3 separate regions of the Mus musculus genome follow, and all the other regions are linked to region 2. Evidence: chromatin contacts called from public ChIA-PET and promoter capture Hi-C data. All regions are on one chromosome and are shown on one strand. Each heading gives the region's core, a stretch centred on a gene start, on an enhancer-like site or on the middle of the called end of the contact. The rest is flanking DNA. Distances are from core to core; before and after follow the strand shown. Region 1 has its middle 65 kb from the start of Gm25215. Region 2 holds the start of Orc4 (origin recognition complex, subunit 4). Region 3 has its middle 20 kb from the start of Gm25215.

Region 1 (4,809 bases), core at 1,167-3,666, 380 kb after region 2:
TCCATCTCATGACAGAAACAAAACCCTTGAGACCCATTAAACATGTCCACAGAGGTATTTAACATAATAAGTGGTTATAAAACATCCTCATTGCTGACAAGCATTGCTAAGATGAAAATAATTACTAATATTGGCTAGTGAAATGGAACACAACTAGTTCTCCCGTTTTCTTTTACTCCAGGAATCTAAATAGTTTAGGAAATTAGTCCATGTCACCCAGGTAGAAAGTAGTAGATCAGAACCTGGAGAAACTGGAGTATAATCATTTACTAAGCCAAAACTCTAACATGTCTTTAGTCTATTTTACATATATAAGGAAAAGTATCTGAAGTTAGTACCTAGATACATAACATATCCAACCTTATACACAGAAAGTGTTTATATGACTCATAATACAGAACATTATCTCACTAAGCAGCTGTTAGGTAAAGGTTTCTGTAAAGGAGTTTGTCTACGAAGAAAGACTGACCAGGTTGTGAGATGCTAAAACTTAGGTTTAGAATACCACCCCACCTTCTGCGCTGCCCCTACCCACCCACTGCCAGAGGCCTGTGCATTAGCATATTGGTCTCCAGGGTGATGTTATTTGGACTTGGAGATAGGACCTAGCTCCAAAAATCTTGGATCCATGGAGGTGTTCCTTCCAGTGGGATTTTGGGGACCCTCTTTGTTTCTCTCTATGAACATGAGATGAGTGACTTTGCTCTACCGCCCACTCCCCTGAGAAGTCCTGCCACACCACAGATCCACAAGCACTAGGGCACTTGACCATGGACTGAAACTTCCAAACAGTGAGCCAACATTTCACTGTATAAGGCCATTTGTTATAGCAGCAGAAAACTGACGACCACATAGGATGAAAGAGGGCCTCCACAGTCAGCTTGCAGGGAAGGAGGGAGTTTCACGGAACAAGAAGTTACTGACTGTAGGAAAGATGAAACAGGAGGTCGGTCCCTTTACCCTTCATACTCCCTTCACTTTCCATCGGGGGATCCAGAGGAGACTTTTCACGAGGAGACTTTAAAAGATTTGCTCCTGTGAAGAGATTTACAAGAAAGATATCCTTGTGCTGTTCATTATAAACTCTCCCTAAATTTCTTGAAGTCTAAAGGTGAAATTGGGGTGGGGGAATTACCATGGATTTGCTGTAATTGAATTTCTTGTTCTAGCTGGTTTCGAGGCTGAGTTTTATACCAAGAATGGCTTCGAATCAGTTCTTAATGATAGGGAACTGACTTGTGAGTTCTTAACTCATGCATGGTAACAAGTAGTTCATGCTTTCAACAAAGTGACCAAAGCCTCTTCATCCTTCCCAGTAATTGGTATTAGGACAACTCTACTCCAGGAAGATCATGTCTCTACCAAACATGTGTCCCTCAGTGTATATGCCTCCTACCACAGGCACACACAGGTGAGCTTCACTTAACTAAATCCAGCTTTGGTAGCCTCTTCACCTTCTTTTGCCCACTCTGGAACAGGAATCTAATAGGAAAGTGAGTCTCATTCAATCCATATATATATATATATATATATATATACATATATATATATATATATGTATATATATATATATATATATATGTATATATATATATATATATATATATATATATATATATATATGCATATCAGCCAGGCATGGTGGCTCACAACTTTAATCCCCAGAACTGGAGAAGCTAAGGAAGAAATGTGTACCAGCCTTGGATACAGAGACTCCATCTGCTAAACAAAATTTCTCAAATTAGTCTATGACACAAAGTCCAACCCTTGAAACTAAGCCAACACTAAGGTGAGAACCAGATAGATCATTCTCTCTGTGCTTGACAAAGAGCTTTGTGATCTCTGGCTCTGGTCCCTGAGGGCAGTGGGAGTTACCTGTTTCATTGAAGGCACAGACCTGGGCCAATCTAGATCATCATCTGAGCTTCCTGTTCTTGACCCAGGACACATGCTACCACTTGCTACAGGTGCCTAGTAGAGAGTATCATCTTTCAGAGGGGAAAATAGCCACCAAACACTAAGTGTTGGTTATTTTCTATAACATGCTTTGATTTCCTCTATCAAACTCAGGAAATTCTGGCTTCACATTGTGGCTTTGTAGCTTCCTGTCTCTCCAACTATCGAATTCTAAAGGTAGTTGTGTTTTCCCTTCAGATAACCATCCACAGTACCAAAGAGGACAGACTTCTGACCCCTTCTCATACTGAATTCTAAGTAGGGACATAACCTCAATTGGATCCCTCACTGTGTGGAAATACACATCCTACGATTCTGCCTTTGTCGGTAATCACTTAAACAGTCCTTTCTGGTCACTTTGAAGATGTTGTTTCTGTCTCGTAGAAGCTTACAGTCTAAGATACCTACGAATCCGCTGAAGTCCAGAAGTCGGAAATCTGAGGCATATAGCAGGGGAACCTCAGGCTGGTTAGCAGTCAGCACAGGAAACAGCAGAACCATTACACAGGATGTCTCACTGGGTCAAGGAGCTCAAGTAAAGGACTGAGGTCTCTGTGGACAATTTCCAGAAGATAAATAGGAGTGCATGGAAATAGTTCCCGGAGAGTGGCTAGAGGGGCAGTCAGGTGCTAAGAGGGCTGTAAGAGGAAGAGAGAAAGAAAGGCCATTTTAAAAGGTCATTTGTTCTAAGATGTTTGGGAAAGGCAGAGATATGAAGTGGTAGCGCGTAGTGATGACGTAAGCACAGGTGCACACGGTGCCTCTTTGTGCTCCTTTCTGGCTTTCACCCTTCCTTGTCCAACGACTGAGTACACGAGAAAATGGTTCTTTCCCAGATTTGGATGACTGAGCCAAGGCGGGGCCTGATTAGAGAAAGACCTAACCAGGTTCCCTTGACCAATCAGAAAGACCTAACCAGGTTCCCTTGACCAATCAGAAAAGCCTAACTAGGTTTCCTTGACCAATCAGAAAGACCTAACCAGGTTCCCTTGACCAATCAGAAAGACCTAACTAGGTTTCCTTGACCAATGAGACAAAATGATGAGTAGGGAGCATTTAAGTTCCTTTAGGAACTGTTTGCCAAATGCCACCAAAAAAGATTCATTATGGGTCTTTGTATTTAAAAAAAAAAAAAAATCAAGTTGGTGAGAATGAAGTGGCTATCACTGGGTGATGTCCATGCCTAGGCTACAAGGACTATGGAAGCAGCTGGAAGAGAGAGAACATTTAGACAGCTGGAATCTAGACCTAGCAAACAGGTGCCTGTAATCTCAGTATTAGAAAGGCTGTCAGGATTAGGAAGATGGCGATTTCCAGGCCAGCTCAAATATGTCTAGGAGGGAACCCTGTTGCAGAAGAGAAATAGATGCAATGACAGAAGCCAGGGACCCTGAATAAGAGGTGACAGTAGCCCTCAGTATCTTTCAAAGGCTGGACTCTACATTTAAAAATGATTCTTTTATTTCTCATGATAATTCTTTGAGATGAGAACTATGGGGCCTCCTTAGAGATTGCATCAGTGAGGAAACCAAAATCAAGTTAGTTCAATGTGAAAAGCTGGTTCTTCAGTCTTCAGCCACTAGATAATTCTAACAAGAGAGAGGTGACCCCTGAAGCCACCTGGCATAGGAACACAGAAGGAGCTGTGTGACAGGTGGAACTTCACCCAGAGAATCCTCTCCTGAGGACGTTAAGGGGAGACTGCAGAGTGTTTGTCCCCTCCAAAAATCTATTTCCAGTAGGAAATAGGACCTTTTGAGAGGGTGATTAAGGTCCATCGAAATCTAATAGGACTGCTGTCCTTGTAGAAAAAGGAGAGAAACTAGGAAATGCGTACATCAGTGGTAAGACACTGTAAGAGCCATGTGCAAGCCAAGGAGAGCCCACTGATCCTTGCTCTTGTACGTCCAGCATCTAGAACTGAAAAATATTTGTCTATTGCTTAAGCCACACAGTCTGGGACATCTTGCCATCTTGCAGGCAGCCTATCTGACTAACAAGGAGACAGGCACCTGGCAGGCTAAAGGAGGTTGGTACCAAAATCAAAACGGACCCAGGTCCTCAAGATTTTATCCCTTCTCTCTCCTGGGTTTGGGGGGCTGTTCAGTGTCAGAGGGGTATCTGTCAGAGGCAGGTTCTACCAAGGCCGCATAAAACCCTGAATGCACAGATGAGAAGCAGCGGAAATCAGGATCTCCTTGTTTCATGTCTGCGTGCAGCAGCTTCCGGTTCTGTGTTTCTAGCGGCCCTGTTTGAAGCGGTGTGACCGCTCCGGCTGCTTAATCTTTCATCCTGGCTTGTTGGCAGTTCCAAAGTCACCTATCAAAATTCAGCTCAAAGAAAACTCTCTGTATCTGGTTGCATTCCAGTTCAGAACTTTCATTTAAAAGTATGATCCCATTCGACCAACATGCAAATCAAAACAAGAAAGATGAGAGCTGCCTTATCTCAAAAATGAGCCAGTTACCCGAGATGTATGTGGGTCTTTTTTCTTTTCTTTTATAAGCTACGCCAAAGCTTTCTCCAAAACAAGTCTCAGAAGAAGTAGAAACAGGAAGTGCTCAAAGACAGAACCCTTCCAATCACAGGGGAAGACTGAGGATGGAGCTTTCGCCCATCTCTCCCCAGATCACTACCTGCACAGCTCAGCGCAGGCAACAGACTCCCAGAAGCCTCTCTGCCTTGCAGAGGAGCAAGTCCTGCCACGGGGGAAGGTGGAAGCAGCAGATAATGGTCTGCTCACATCCTGAGACTTAACTCCTCTTAGCTCCTCTGCCACATCGGCTCCTCTACCAGCCATGTCCATCTCAGGCAAAAGCCTTGCTCTCCTCACAAATGGTTAAACAAGATCTA
Region 2 (4,500 bases), core at 184-2,683:
GAATTTGTTTAGAAGCGCTGACATACATTTTTACTAAAAGAAAAGCAGTGAATCACAAGAATCAAGATAATAGTAAGGTGGCACCAGAGGAAGAGAGGCCTGGAAGCAATTAGTGGGCCTGTTCCTGCCAGCTGCTACCCATGTTTTGGTTCTTGATTCATAGTGGTTACAGGTTATGTATGCTACAGTCGTTCTCTACATCTGTGTTTTGTGCAGTTTCCCACACACTTAGGCCATTACACAAAACAGGATTTAAAAGTTTTACCTAGGTCATAATAGTTTTCTATAAGAAGATTGAGACTTGGTTTTCTAATAAAAATTTTAGGGCACTGGAGTTTTGTTTTGAACCCATCTGACATAATTACCTCCCTAGGACGAAGGAAAAAAAAAAAAAAGCACCGTGCAATGGATACATTAAATAGCGTACTGTATAGACTTGCACCAAGAACAATTCGGGAAAATGTGTAACTTTTAACAGACTGAATCCTACTGAGCAGAACTAAAATAGTTAAGACTAAGTAAGAGTAAGTGCGAAGATCTCCGATTTTGAATTTTTTTTAATGTAACTTGGATTATTAAAGACGAGGTAATAGTCCTCCGATGTATCTTGACAAAAACCAGCTAAAAGACTAACGAAGAAAGTTAAAATGAAAAAGAAGCCGTTATTTCACTATAAAAAAAAGAAACACCCAGACAAAAAGCTTTCTCTTTAGCTCCACAAGAAAAGAATATTTCAAGGCTTTTCTTTTTTAGTGACAAAACTCTGTATGAAAGACCAAACAATCCCAAGCATCCTCAAACGGGCAGTCTTTTGTGTTTGCAGCATTAAGGCAGAGAGCATGCAGGGAGCCCTCACTCAGACCTTTCCTGCCCGTTCCTTGCCTACATGCCTACAGCTTCTCCAAAATCCCAAAGAAAACAGAAAAGTCAGGAAGGCAGGATGTGTATGAGCAAGGCTACCGCAGAAGCTGATCAAAAGGCACACATCTGGTTAGGTTTTTCCAAATATGTCGCACGCTCTAAAGCAGGTAGTGCTTCTCTCTCTGCAGAGAACCTGACCTCTCAACACTGCCCAATCATGTTCCTCACCCAAAAGCCTTCTGTAGCCCGTCTCTGCTGAGCTCTGTGCCCGCTTCGTCCACAGCAGCTCCCGGAAGCCGAGAGCCAGGGGCAGGCCTCCTGCTTTAGGCCTACCCGGCCTGCACGAGCCTCCCACTCCCCTCAGATTGTCCACCCGCCCGTAGCCACTGCGGCCCTCACCTTGCCTACGAGACCGGCCTTACCTCTCCCAGTCAAGCCTGCCTAAATCGGGCAAAGCCGGCCGCCGCCGACGGTGAGGACCGAAGGATGTTCACCACCTTCTCAGTCCCGCTGCTCCTACTGCAGCCCACCGCGCACAGCAACTCCCAGCATGCACGGCGACCGGCCGGCTTTGGCGGCCCCGCCCCCGCTCCGCCCCACCACGTGACCTGCTTTCAGGTCGGTCCCCGCCTACTTCCGTCCCTCCGCTCTCCCAGAGGAGGGAGGAGGCAGCTGGGGCTGCTCTAGAGTAGCAACTTCCTCCCTCTTCCCGCCCCCGCCCGGCTACCCCCTGCTTACAATGGCTTCCGGGTCGCCAGCGCCTTGGAGCCTTCTGGGAAAACCATCTCATTTCCTCCCCTCCCCCTCCTCCTTGCCTTCCACCAACCAGCCTCCCGTCAGAACGGGACATGCGCAGTGAGTGCCTCCCGTCTCGTCTCCCCGAGCCCCCCCTCCCCCCCAAGCAGAGAGACCCCAGCAGCAGCAGCAGCTGATGATGAAGAGAGAGGCAGTGGCAGAGGGGGGGCACCTTTTATTTCTATTTTTAAAGGGACAGGACACTAATTTTACCCCACTTCAACCTTGAATTGAGGGGGGTGGGGGGAAGGCGGCCGAGTTCCTCCCCCACCCTCCAGCTCTGAGCCCCGAGTGGGGGAATTGAGCCTGAGAGAGGAGAGGAGTTTCTTCTTCTTAGAAAAACCCCCATCCACGACTCCTACCCGCTCAGCCCTCCACACGCCTGCTTCCAGAGCCCCCTCCACCCTCCTTCTCTGTGGCCGGGAGAGAAGGAGAGAAAGAGACCAAAAGCCTCTTAGCAACACAGACCCTTGGCTGCTGCTGCTGCTACTGCTGCTGCTGCTGCTGCTGTTGCTGTTGCTGCTGCTTGGCCCTGGCTGAAGACATCTCCCTACACCGGGAGCAGCCACTTCCCCAGCTCTCCTCCTCCTCCTTCGCCTCCTCCTCCTCCACTCCCCCCCTTTATTACCCTTTGTGTCATCCTCCACAGCTCCAGGGAAGGCACTCAAAAGTGGGGGGCAGGAAAGGTAAGTGTGTCTGTGGGGGCTCCATTGCCTTCCTCTGGCTCTGACTTTCACTCCGGGGCAGCAGTAGCACCAAACCTCATACGCAGTGGAGCTCCGGGGTGAGGAGGGGGTGGTGCTGGGGGGGGGGGGAGTGAAGGAGGGGCGGGAGTGAGGAGGGGTGTGTGAGGTGGGGTGTCCACCCTGTCAGGGAAGGAAGGACACTTTTATTTTTATTTGCTGTTGTCAAAAGTGCTTTCTCCAGCTAACATCTGATTGTGTCTTGCTTCACTGGGGGAGAATACAAAAACAACCCCCTCCTTCCTCCAATGAGGCGCCAGGGAAAGAGACAGAAAAGAGGCATACTTTCTGGATGTCACTTAAAAAATTACGTTTGGAGAGATTTTTTTTTCCTCTTTCCTCAGGAAAAGCTGCCTGCATTTGTTTCTGAGTGGGAAAATGTCGGGATCTGAATTGTGTTGGAACTGCTTTAACCAGTTGTAGACCTGAGTGTTTCTCTCTCTTTGCTTGTCTGTGGCTTGGATATTGACTTTAGTGTTGAAAGACTTGACTGGTTTTACGTTAGGTGTTTAGCTTCTCCATTTTTCATTTTGTCTGAATGGCATAGCGAATTTCAAATTTTACTTCATAAGGCCTTTGGTTGGATTTTACACTTGTCTCTCTCTCTCTCTCTTTTTTTTTTTTTGTAAAAAATATTTGCTTCATGTTTGACTATATATTTAAAGCTTAAAATGCTTAAAGTTTAAATGCCATTGGTATTCTCTTTTCCCACATACCTTTCTGGTATTCATTTTCCACAACATGGAAATATTAGATATTTCATAACTAACTTTTCCCCCTCTAATCGTTGTAACTTGTCTGAACAAGTAATCCCCATTGAAAACTTTATGTTGTTCTTGCTGCATAGAAGGCCAGATATCCCCATCAATATTTTGCTGGATTGGTATCACTTCAGTTTTAACTGAATTATTTATTTACTGTTGTAAACCGAGAAGAGGTTTTCATCTCAATTTTTGTTGTGAACAAATTGTTCACATATGTAACAAAATTAATTTCCAAAATAAACTTTAATGAGTTAAAAAATCATGAAGTTGTAGTTTGTTATAGTTGGCAACAATCGAAAGGTAAATCTAGATTTAGATTTATAGAGTAGCAGTCTTGATTAAAAATAACTATTCTGTATTCCTATATGATATATTCTTATGGCTTTCATTTTATAGTGCTATATTTTCTTTATATTTATATATTATACCTATATTTCAAAATAGAGCCAAATTTTATTCCAGCAGTACTAAAAATATATTTCTGTTGTAGGCCTCATGGTTACAGCTTACATTAGGAGGTAATATTTTGTTTCATTTATCCATTTCTTTAGCCTTCTTTGAAAATGGATACACACATTCATATTCTATCTGTATGCTTCTCTTTCACTTTATAAAAACCGCATTGGTTTTTTTTATTCCATAATTTATGTCAGCAATAGAAAAACAGTCATTCAATCAGCAAAAAGGATTGAAGAAATAAATCTATAAAGACATTTGGCATGTGATCTTTGACGTAGTAGTACACTGTGATGATCCTTTTTTTTTGTTTCATATTTTTTGCTTGATTGTAAAGCCAAAACATGATATATGCATATTTTAGTAACCTAAAAGTACTTCATATGTAGAACTTGTCTAGTAAAATTTTAATTACCAACCATATATAAAAGTAGACATTTACACAGAGAGTGGGGAATTATAGCAGTAATCAATATGGTCCTAATTCTTTGATTTCTGTTATGAATTTGAACACTTTTTTTCACCTTTCTCTGAAATGTGATTGCTTCACTTAAGCAGAAATCAGTGCTAATCCCAAGTTGTTTCTCCCATAGTAATACTATTACTGGTCCACCTCAGATTTCCTGTCTTCTTAAAAACTAGTAACCGTAATGTAACGGATAAAATTATAAGTATGCAGCTTGTATAGACAGTTGGGAGAGTGTTGGCCTAGTAGGCACCTAAGTAAAAATTTTCAATCTGGAATTTAATGCCTGTGCTTACTTTGTATTTCCTTTTTGTTGAGACAGGGTCTCAGATACTTAGCTGAGACTGTCCATGAGCTCATGCCACCCTGCCTCAACCTTGTGAGCAGTGGGGTTACAGTGCTACCATATCTTGTA
Region 3 (4,735 bases), core at 67-2,566, 470 kb after region 2:
TTTCAACAAGAAACTTGAGGGTGAGATGGTCATGATGGAACACACTTATTATTACAGCATTGGGAAGGCAGAGACAGGAGACGAGGCCAGTCTTGGCAATGCTGTCAGACCTTACCTACACACACACACTCACACACACTCACACATGTACTCACACACTCATACACACACACACACTCACACACAGTCACACACACACTCACATACACACACATGCACTCACACACTTACATACACACACACATGCACTCACACACACACTCTCACACACACATGCACACACACTCGTATGCACACACACTCGAATGCACACACACTCGCATGCACACACGCACTCACACACACACACTCACACACACAGACTGAAGATGTAGTTCAGTAATGAAGTGCTGCTCTAGCATGCAATAGCACAAAGCCCTGTGCTCCATATCCACACAATATCAAAGAAGGAGAGAGACAGAGAGACAAAGAGTGAGAGACACACAGAGAGGTAGAGATGCTGAGAGACAAAGAGACAGAGACAAAGGGGGGAGGGAGAGCTGAATGGGAAGACATGGCAGGACTAGGAAGGCGGTGTGCAAATTTGAAGACTAACCTATATAGCAAAACCCTGGAAAGAGAGGAAGAAAAGAAACGTTGAGAGAGAGAGAGAGAGAGAGAGAGAGAGAGAGAGAGAGAGAAGAAAAGCTAACAATTTTTAAATTTATAAATTATTTATTTATGGCACTTGCCACTTAATAATTTCCAGGCTGACATTAACCATGAGTAACGGAAACCACAGAAGGCAGACCACAGGATAGAGGGGCTACTGAACAGGAGAGGATGAGCCAGGCTATAAAACTCTCCTTAGAAGACAGGATGAGGAAGCAGTAAATGAGGCCAAGCAAAGCCGAATCTGGGGCTGAAGCCGAGGAGCACTGAGAGAAATTACAAGGTGCCACTGGGTCTATGCATGAGCAGAAAGGCCAAAGGAAACAGAAACTACGAGATGAGGAAGCAAACACTAAAAAAAAAAAAAAGGCAGAAATAACAAGATGAGGAAGAACAGCTTAGTGTTGACGGTAGGAACTGGACGAATGTGACAGTTCCTCTCTCCCTCGCCTGACTCCACCGCGGTTCTCATGCCCTTGGTGGCTAGGATGTGTGGTTCTTCTTGGGTCCCTTGATCCTTTATAGACCACTCCAGAGGCAAAAGAACCACTGCTCTCAATGCTTGTTGCAGTGATCCGAATGGGTCTTTGTCAGTTAAATGACTCAGCCTCATTTTGAATGATCTTGTTGCAGCAGCTCTACCTACCTCTGAAGCATGGTTGCTTCCGTCTTTGTGCCTGCTTCCTGGATGTGCAGGAAGTGAGGTGGTGGTGCACATCTTCCTTTACATATTGCTTATATGGCTTGCTAAATTCCACACCTCGAATAAGCCATGACCCTAGAGGGACCCTGCCATACTCTTTCTAACTTTTTCACCTGGCAAATGAACATGGAAACAGGATGGCTCTGCTGCGTCTTAGAAATCTCAGAGTTTGCTGATCCCAAATAATAACAATACCGTAGAGTACTGTGGGCAAGAACACCGTTCCTTTCTGAAGTTGACTTTGTCGTGATGAACACTTGTTAGGGACCAGCTCACTCCCTAAAAATTGTTTCTGAACCTGCTTAAATCTTTCCAGCAGACAGAGAGAATATGTATATTTAAAAAATGTATCTGATGTCAAGTGCCATTCTCATTCCCTTTGAATAGTAAGAAAAAAGTATTTTTGAGCAGTTCAGATATTTAGCTCTGAAAATTAGCCAGTAAGGAGCTACTTGTATAATGTTCAGCATATTTATTTATTTATTTATTTTACAGACTCTCTTTTGAAATAAATCAGACAGAGGTTCCTTTCAGTTCCAGTGGGAGTTTTCAGCAAAAGGAGAAAGGAAGACTTCATACTCTCTAAACGGCATCAGAAGCCATTCATAGACTTCCTCGAGGTCTCTGCCTCTTCCCAGTGCCAGGACCCTGAATGACTTCTCACTATTGCCATTGTCCCTCTTAGGCACCAGCCTGGCAGCTGAGCCTCTGAAGATTCTAGCCTTTGGAGTATGGGAAGACGTTAGCATCAGACAAGTTCAAAGGCTCCATAGAGAAGTGAACTGCTCATGAGGAGATGAGGGCACAGGGCTGTCTGCACACACTCCTGAGCCCTGTTTCCTGTGTCCCATGCCTAGTTTTCCTGCATGAAGTCTGGAAAAATCTGTCACGGGAGCAGACAGAGAAGCAGGCTTCTCTTTGCAAAGTGTAGTAGGTTGTTTTCACAGCATCCACGATCATTTCCATCACTCCTTAGTGTCTTCATCATGTTTGCAGCCATGAATGAATTTCCCAAATACCATTTCTGGTAAGATTTCTGAGTGACTCAGGATGAAATAACTCATGAAAAACCCTAAAAGGGTCCCTGGGATGTTGTGCCTAGAGAACTTGAAAGGGAGGTTCACCTATGCTTGCCGCCTCTACTACGGTAGCTGAACAAATCCCCGTTCTGTATTTATCTTACCCCCTGTACTGACTGGTTTTATGTGTCAACTTGACCCAGGCTGGGGTTATCACAGAGAAAGGAGCTTCAGTTGAGGAAATGCCTCCATGAGATCCAGCTGTAAGACATTTTCTCAATTAGTGATCAAGGGGGAAAGGCCCCTTGTGGGTGGGACCATCTCTGGGCTGGCAGTCTTGGGTTCTATAAGAGAGCAGCCTGAGCAAGCCAAGGGAAGCAAGCCAGTAAGGAACATCCCTCCATGGCCTCTGCATCAGCTCCTGCTTCCTGACCTGCTTGAGTTCCAGTCCTGACTTCCTTATAATAAACAGCAGTATGGAAGTGTAAGCCAAATAAACCCTTTCCTCCCCAACTTGCTTCTTGGCCATGATGTTTGTGCAGGAATAGAAACCCTGACTAAGACACCCCCATAACACAGTCTTCCTTTAAACTGAGCTTTGTGCTTTTGAGATTTGGAAGCAGGATAGTCTCTCTAAGTAGGTATTGATTACAGGTCACTACCTGGGGAACTTAGAAAGGACAGCTGTATTTGCAATATATTCCCTCCATGGATTAAACTGAAAGCTTTGGGGGCTTCAAATAAAAGGCAGATACAACTGTGCTTTAAACTGCTTTTACTGGGGAAAGGCGGTTTCAGAGTTCAAGCTCAGTAATAAAGGCAGAGGGGAGGGATGTACAGTGATCAGCCTAAAGGATCTACCATGACCACAAAGCTTGGTGTTACATGAAATCCAATCTCTCAGGTGTTCCACATTAATTTAAAAAATTATTTTTTTAATTAAGAGATGTTGTCCCACTGAACAAAGTTACCTTGTCAAGACATTTGTGCACACACAATTTAGTTCCCCATAGTGTTAGGACATCAAACAAGAAGTTGAGCAGGGCACGACATACATGGAATCCCATCACTGGGAGGCTGACGAAGAAGTCTGAGTTCAAGGCCAACCTGTGCTACAAAGCAAAACCCTTCCTCAACTCAGATACAGGGGCAGGGGCCACTGAACTCAAAGGGGGAAAAAAAGCCCTTACATTTATTATGAGCATTGGTGGAATGCTTGTAAATCTTTGACTGTCAACTGAGAGAAGCCCTGTCTGTGGTTGCTGACATCTATGGTGTGAGAATTCCTACCATTGTACTTCCAAACTACCAATAGTTTGACAACTGGCTGACAGAATTCGTGAAAATGGAGCTATCTACTTTTGTGAGAGTGTGCTAACCATTTCCAGCTTGATACTAACACTGGTTCTGCATTACACAGGTAACTACATTTCATTTGTGTGACCACGACATTTTATCTCGCAGTCACACCTTATAAACTAGGTACTATCATGGCATTTTTCCGATAGGAAGCCTGGGCTCTGCAAAGTCCAGGTCACCACCCCACCCCCACCTATAGGTGACTGCCCAGGTTGTTTGTGTGTTTGTTTTTTATATTGTTTACTATATTTTATTTTCCTGGGCACAAATGGTAGTCCCATGGCTTTTTCAATCATTTGAAAAAGCTTCAAATACTGAGAATTTTACCCAGGTAGCAAATACCAACAGTGTGTATTCTGACAACTCTTAATGCCCTTGGAATTACAGGCAAATTACAATACACAGGCAAAACCAGAAGCCTTTATTCTTGTTTTGAAGAAAATAAAAAAGGAAAAATGTAAAGCTCTCATCAGAGGCATCTAAGACAGAATACCTCCTGTTCTTGTTGTGAACACGTTACATTTGAAAGAAACGCTAGGTTCTCCTCATTTTCTTTAACATCAAAAGAACCTTCTAAAAGCACTGAGACTGGGCCACCAGCTCTGCCTCTGCACCAGGGAACAGCCTGTGATGCAAACATGCAGACAGATTTCACAGCTTGTGTGTTTCCTCATTTCAGGAACATTCCCCCAACATTTCCACAAGCAGAGCAGCTCACGTTCCCCCTAGCCTGATCCAGGTGGTAGAAGAGAAGTATAAATATCATAAATGTGTATGTTGCAAATGGAAAAAATGTCAGGACAGTTCCAAAGGGCAAATACCTCTGAAGGTGTAAAATGCACTGTTCCTCTGTAATAGGCACCTCTGGTTGGAGTTGAGGTTGTGTCAATAAGCCTTTCCTCATGAGAAGAGAAGCGAGCCTCTTCCTCTTCTCTTTCCCACACTGGGTTTCCATTCCTAAACGAATTCCCCTTCAGTCCACAGACACATCAGGTTGGGAATA

The links. Promoter capture Hi-C pulls out the DNA fragments that hold promoters and counts their contacts. ChIA-PET counts read pairs in DNA pulled down with a chosen protein or histone mark.
Region 1: a contact with region 2 is called in an RNA polymerase II ChIA-PET map of memory CD8 T cells, with 14 read pairs. The contact joins the enhancer-like site here to the promoter of Orc4 in region 2. A contact is called at or near these places in 7 of 39 promoter capture datasets (the 3T3-L1 cell line, 3T3-L1-derived adipocytes, the C10 cell line and 4 more), 2 of 484 Hi-C or Micro-C datasets (bone marrow-derived macrophages and neural progenitor cells), 14 of 115 datasets of contacts at active chromatin or transcription factors (the SCID.adh cell line, embryonic basal ganglia, embryonic forebrain and 10 more) and 3 of 9 other capture datasets (adipose tissue, liver and pancreatic islet).
Region 3: a contact with region 2 is called in a promoter capture Hi-C map of pre-B cells. The contact joins the enhancer-like site here to the promoter of Orc4 in region 2. A contact is called at or near these places in 7 of 39 promoter capture datasets (the C10 cell line, the HPC-7 cell line, hematopoietic stem and progenitor cells and 3 more), 2 of 115 datasets of contacts at active chromatin or transcription factors (forebrain and pro-B cells) and 1 of 9 other capture datasets (macrophages).

Annotation. Positions count from the first base shown.
Region 1 is chr2:49,331,350-49,336,158 of GRCm38.p6, forward strand. No RefSeq gene overlaps it. Among named protein-coding and RNA genes, the nearest start is that of Gm25215, 65 kb to the right of the region's middle. Within about 2 kb of position 2,417, at least 7 of the 459 cell types and tissues checked have an H3K27ac peak or open chromatin away from gene starts, as enhancers often do. A contact at or near this core is called in memory CD8 T cells, where this site is marked.
Region 2 is chr2:48,947,834-48,952,333 of GRCm38.p6, forward strand. It overlaps Orc4 (origin recognition complex, subunit 4), which reads right to left and starts at 1,434. Exons shown (of 14, transcript NM_011958.4): 1 at 1,284-1,434. It overlaps Mbd5 (methyl-CpG binding domain protein 5), which reads left to right and starts at 1,675. Exons shown (of 17, transcript NM_029924.2): 1 at 1,675-1,716.
Region 3 is chr2:49,416,210-49,420,944 of GRCm38.p6, forward strand. No RefSeq gene overlaps it. Among named protein-coding and RNA genes, the nearest start is that of Gm25215, 20 kb to the left of the region's middle. Within about 2 kb of position 1,317, at least 120 of the 459 cell types and tissues checked have an H3K27ac peak or open chromatin away from gene starts, as enhancers often do. A contact at or near this core is called in the HPC-7 cell line, hematopoietic stem and progenitor cells, macrophages and 2 more, where this site is marked.